2 separate regions of the Sus scrofa genome follow, and region 1 is linked to region 2. The links are chromatin contacts, called in public HiChIP or PLAC-seq maps. All regions are on one chromosome and are shown on one strand. Each heading gives the region's core, a stretch centred on a gene start, on an enhancer-like site or on the middle of the called end of the contact. The rest is flanking DNA. Distances are from core to core; before and after follow the strand shown. Region 1 overlaps ALG9 (ALG9, alpha-1,2-mannosyltransferase). Region 2 has its middle 31 kb from the start of LAYN.

What was found. HiChIP or PLAC-seq counts read pairs in DNA pulled down with a chosen protein or histone mark.
Region 1: a contact with region 2 is called in an H3K27ac HiChIP or PLAC-seq map of alveolar macrophages. The contact joins two enhancer-like sites. A contact is called at or near these places in 4 of 47 Hi-C or Micro-C datasets (brain, embryonic fibroblasts, fibroblasts and 1 more) and 1 of 2 datasets of contacts at active chromatin or transcription factors (alveolar macrophages).

The regions. Positions count from the first base shown.
Region 1 is chr9:39,595,573-39,598,402 of Sscrofa11.1, forward strand. All of the region lies in intron 9 of ALG9 (ALG9, alpha-1,2-mannosyltransferase), which reads right to left. Among named protein-coding and RNA genes, the nearest start is that of ALG9, 23 kb to the right of the region's middle. Within about 2 kb of position 1,464, at least 2 of the 83 cell types and tissues checked have an H3K27ac peak or open chromatin away from gene starts, as enhancers often do. A contact at or near this core is called in alveolar macrophages, where this site is marked.
Region 2 is chr9:39,335,595-39,338,294 of Sscrofa11.1, forward strand. No RefSeq gene overlaps it. Among named protein-coding and RNA genes, the nearest start is that of LAYN, 31 kb to the left of the region's middle. Within about 2 kb of position 1,262, at least 5 of the 83 cell types and tissues checked have an H3K27ac peak or open chromatin away from gene starts, as enhancers often do. A contact at or near this core is called in alveolar macrophages, where this site is marked.

The DNA of each region.
Region 1 (2,830 bases), core at 214-2,713, 260 kb after region 2:
CAAATAGAAGATAGGAAGAGAATGGGACTGGTCGTGGTGATTTAGATAGGTATCAAGTTTCAAATATTTAGCTGTATTTTCTATACTGATCACTGTATCTAGCCCAAATGGCCATGCCCAAATAGGACCAATACTTTTCTGAACAACCAAATAATATAAATAGCTTAGTGGTGATAGTGTGATTTATAATAAGAAATACATGTTTTTGTTCCTCACCCCCATTCCTAGTACTTCTAAAATTATCCTTGTAATTTCTTAAGCTGTGAGAGTCATAAAGGTCTTTTGTTATGCTAATTAGGGGGCTTTGGGGGCACTCCTAGGTAACCTAAGGATGGGGACTAGTTGCTAGGGGACTCAGCCTTACGATTGGAGGTTGGAACTTTCAGTCCTGTTGGCCCGCCCAACCTCCCATCTCTGGGGAGAGGAGAGAAGCTGGTAATAGTGTTTAATCAACGACGGTCAATGATGCTTATGTAATGAAGCCTCCATAAAACCCCAAAGGGCAGTGTTCAGAGAGCTTCTGGGGTGGTGAACAGGTAGAAGAGCACACAGGGGCTGTGGCGCGCCCAGAGAACAGGGGAGCTCCGAGTCTCTTCCCACATACCTCACCTGTGCACCTCTGCATCTAGCCTGTATCCTTTATAACAAACAGATAAACATAAGGAAATGTTTCTCTGAACTCTAGGAGCCACTGGAGCAAACTGACTGAACCTGAGGAGGGAGCTATTCTAATCTACAGCTGCTGGGTCAAGCCCGGGTGACAACTGAAGGAGAGGCAAGGTGTGGGGGATGTGGGTGCAGTCTTGAGGGCTGAGCTATTAGGGCCTTTCCCATTTTCTTCCCATCTGTTCATCCTATTTACATTCTAGTGTCTTTCCCCTTAATACACTGAACCACTATTCTATAGTGCATAAGTATATATATCTTCTTTTCCTAGGAAAACAATGTTCAGATACCCAGACCTTTCTCAGAAGTTTTGAGGACTCAGAATGAAACAAAATGACTGAAAACACAGGCCTTACTCACACAAGTTTTGATTCTTTTTCTTTCTTTTCTTTCTTTATTTACTTCGTCTTTTTTTTAGGGCCGCACCCGTGGCATATGGAGGGTCCCAGGCTAGGGGTCAAATCGGAGCTGTAGCCACTGGCCTACACCATAGCCACAGGAATGCTGGATCCAAGCCGTGTCTGCAACCCATGCCATAGCTCATGGTAACATCAGATCCTTAAGCCACTGAGCAAGGCCAGGGATCAAACCTGCATCCTCATGGATGCTAGGCAGACCCATTTCCACTGAGCCACAATGGGAACTCCACAAGTTTTGATTAACTAAAAATCCTTAAATTCAGATGAGGAACAGCCCCCCTCTGCACATTTGGCAGGTTTTTCATCTGCTCTGCCCCTCCCTGTGATTGCTTCAATCAGGCAGTGAATGACACATTCGGGTTTTAATCACTGTGTGTTGTGACACCCACCCTGCACCACAGCAATTTCCTGCAATCAGCATTGCTTAAAAGGGTAATCAGAAGGCAGAGGAATAGTCAGAAAAGCCTGATATTTTGCAGCTTGCACAGCAAAATAAGATTAGAAACCAAACCCTTAAGGCCGAAACATTTAAGGGAGGAGTAAGAAGAAGCGGCGTACCCTGAGGAAGGACTCAAGTTCAACTGTGTGTCACCTTTGGGGAGAGCCCTCTCCTTCCTGTCTAAGTACAAATGGGGACTGTTCAGGAACAGAGATTCTGTCCCAGGCCAAGTTCATTAGAGACATTTATATCTTGTATTCTTTACGAATAACCTTTCAGGTTACAGAAAACTAATGGATGGTTTTATTTTCAGAACAGAAATACACGTCTTCTCTGGATTTTAATTACTATTTAACAACGCATTTCCTAAACTGAGTCCTTTTGGAATGCCATCTCCAGAGAATTCAGTTTTTGCACAATCCTCTCCTGACCACCAGTGTGGTGGCAATGCTGTCAACCTTGACCCTCCTTTTTCTTTACAACATTCTGGAAATCTGTGCCCGAGAAGAAAAAACCAGAGTGATCAGAGAAAGGGGGGGGGGACCTTTCACATCATTTATTACAGATGCTAAACCTCAACAGAAAAAAAGCCTCTTTATCTTTTATCCTTGCAAATAAATACTTCTTTCCAGGAAAGCTCTTTAGTGTTTTCGTCTTTACCACAACTTACTATCCCCCTCCTATTAAGGCTGACTATTCTTTTTACCAAGATATACTGTACTCTGAGATGTGGAACCAAAAGCATTAGGTTGGTAAACTCGATTATTTGTATGTATTAAGAGCTCATAGATTGGGAGTTCCCATCGTGGCTCAGCAGAAACGAATCTGGCATCTATGAGGACACAGGTTCCATCCCTGGCCTTGATCACTGGGTAAAGGATCTGGCGTTGTCTTGAACTGTGGTGTAGGTCTCAGCACGTGGCTGCAGCTACAGCTCTGATTTGACCCCTAGCCTGGGAACCTCCATATGCCACGGGTGTGGCCCTAAAAAGACAAAAACAAAAAAACAAAACAAAAAAACAGAACCTCACAGATCAAGTTTACAGCTGGGATGTGAACATTTCATAATGTACTGTTACATCCTTGAAGGATGGGGTAAAAATTGGGAAATAAGTCAAGAGTTGGGAAGGTTCAAGTGACAAGTCTTAAAAACAAGGGCAACAGGGACAAAAATAGTGAATTCTGTTAGCCAGTGTTCTCCTCTACTTGATGAGGTATCTTCCTTAAAAAAGAAAAGAGGAAAAGCCTTAATCTCTTTCCAGGGAGATATTCTATGCTGCTCTCACAAAGTATCAAAGATGAACAC
Region 2 (2,700 bases), core at 12-2,511:
AAGTTGGACAGGGGCTCAGCTTTTTAGCTACAATTAAAGGTTTATGTTTGTTTTTATTAGCAGCAGTAACAGCACAGTGGTTTTATAAAAGATAAAAGGGCTTGTTGGTTAAAGAGATATATAGTAGGAGCTCCCTGGTGGCCTAATGGTTAAGGATTTGGCATTGTCACTGCTGTGGCATGGGTTCAGTCCCTGGCCTGGGAACTTCTGCATGTCGTGAGTATGGCCAAAAAATAAAATAAAAAAATAAAGAGGTATACAGTAAAAAGCACTGATTTCTGGCATTGTTTTAAAATATGCTAGCAAGAAAAAAGGTAGAGGAAATGAATAAAACATGATTAGCACAGTCTTGATCATTTCACTGTGACAGACACAGAGTCACTGTATTATTCTAATTTTTTATATATTTGAAAGTTACCATCAAAATTTTTTTTAATAAAAAGGAGAGGGAGGGAAAAGAATCACAGCTCTCCAGTCTTGATGAGAAAGGCAGTTCTTCTTTTGGGATACAAGAGAGAGTCTCAAACCTTACTGAGTTTCTCCATCTAGGAAATAATAATAATAATATATTGGCACAGAAAGAACATAGACCTAGTCTAACAAACATTGAACTAATAATCTACCCTCTACAAGGAGCTGGGCTATGATAAATAGGAAAGGATGTCAATTCACTAAGAATCCATTTTCAGGAGTTCCCATTATGGCTCAGTGAGTTAAGAACCTGACATAGTCTCTGCGAGGAGGAGGGTTTGTTCCCTGGCCTCGATCAGTGGGTTAATGATCTGCGGTTGCCACAAGCTGCGGTGAAGGTTGCTGTGGCTGTGGCTTAGGCTGGCAGCTGCAGCTCAGATTCAACCCCTAGCCTGGGAACTTCCATTTGACACACGTGTGGCTGTACAAAGGGGAAAAAAATCCATTTTCGCAAACATCTCCTTATTTAACCCTCACAATAAAACTTGTCAGCAAACTAGACATTATTTTTATGACTTCCTGAGCCAATTATTGATCATTTGCCATATCTCACCCCTCCCCCTGCCCAGATCCATTTTCTCCCCTAGGCTCTGTGCCCCAGCAAGCCAACCACTGGCAGATTGCATCACCCAAGCCTGATGCCAGCTGGTTTCCCATATGATCTGGATAACAGGAAGTTTCAGTGGGTCATCTGTGGGCAGGAGGGAGGAAAGATCACGACAGTCCCTCCTAGCTTGGCTGTCTTATCTGCAGCAGTGCAGTAGCTGTGTCCTCTGCAACTCAAGCTCCACCCGTTGGCCTCCAGTCCAGCTCTCACTTTGAGGAGATAACATAACCCTCCACCTAGTCCCTTCAGGCCCAGGAGTGATAAATCATCCTCTTGTGGCTCTTCTCTGGGCTCCTCCTCATTCCTTGTTTCCCTCCTTAACCCTAACTGTATATTTGCAAGTAATAATTTCATTATCTCCCACTGAACCACGTGAGGCAAATTCCCATCAAAACCTTAATTGATACAACCCAAAGGGTATGCGGAGACATTCAGGGGTTTTAAGAAGAGCATCATAGGATACAGATTTGTATCATACTTTGTACAAGTACCATCATGGCCTTAGTTTAAAGAAGAGATTGGAGAAGAAAACTGAGGGACAATATGACCATTTAGGAGGTCCTGTTCATAATAAAGGCAAGAGATTATAGAGACAGTGGGAATTCAAAGAAGAAGATAGACTCAAGAGAATTTAAGGAAGCAGAATTCATAAGACTTGGCAATAAACTAGACACATAAAAATTATAAATTACAAATCAGAAGCTGAATGCCCAGCACCAAAAACAGAAAAAGGCAGTGATCAATATGTAATGTCCAGTTCTACTTAAGAGACATGCCCTCAAATTTAGCTGAGCTACTCCCGGTAGTAGTTCCACCATATTGCACAGATGGGTGCATCAACACCCATTGACTGAGAGCCTCTGAACCATGCAGCTAATGCCCAAGGCTGATACCAGGATCACAAAGCAAATCCTAAGAAGCATAAACAAGCTTCTCACACAGATCTATCGACAGGGAGAGAAATACCTGGGCCATCGGCATTCTGGTCTCCATATTTATTTCTCTACATATGATCCAATGACTAGTCCTGTTTATGTATGAGACCACCATGATTTGGTCCCCATGACTATCTCCAGAGCGAGTCTAGTCCACTCTGAGACCCAGGAAGGAGGAAGATTCAAGATCTGCAAAGAAACAACGCTGGCTCTTTTCCATCCCAGGACCTCTGCACATATTTTCTTTCCCTCTCCTTAAAAAGATACCTTCCACCCCACTCCATTGTGTCTAGCTCTAATTTGTCCTTTGTCCTCCATCTATAAGGTTATTTTCTCCAGGAGGGTCTTCTCTGATCTCTGCACTTATTTATTTATTTTGATTTTGTCTTTTTAGGGCTGCATCCGCAGCATATGGAGGTTCCCAGGCTAAGGGTCAAATCGGAACTACAGCTGCCAGCCTGCACCACAGCCACAGCAATGCGGGATCCGAGCCGTGTCTGCGACCTACACCACAGCTCATGGCAATGCCAGATCCTTAACCCACTGAGCAAGGCCAGGGGATTAAACCTGCATCTTCATGGAGGCTAGTCAGATTCGTTTCCGCTGAGCCACGAAGGAAACTCTTGCATATATCTTTCTTAATTACTTGTCTTCCTGACTGGGCTGAAAGTACCTTGAGATCACAAT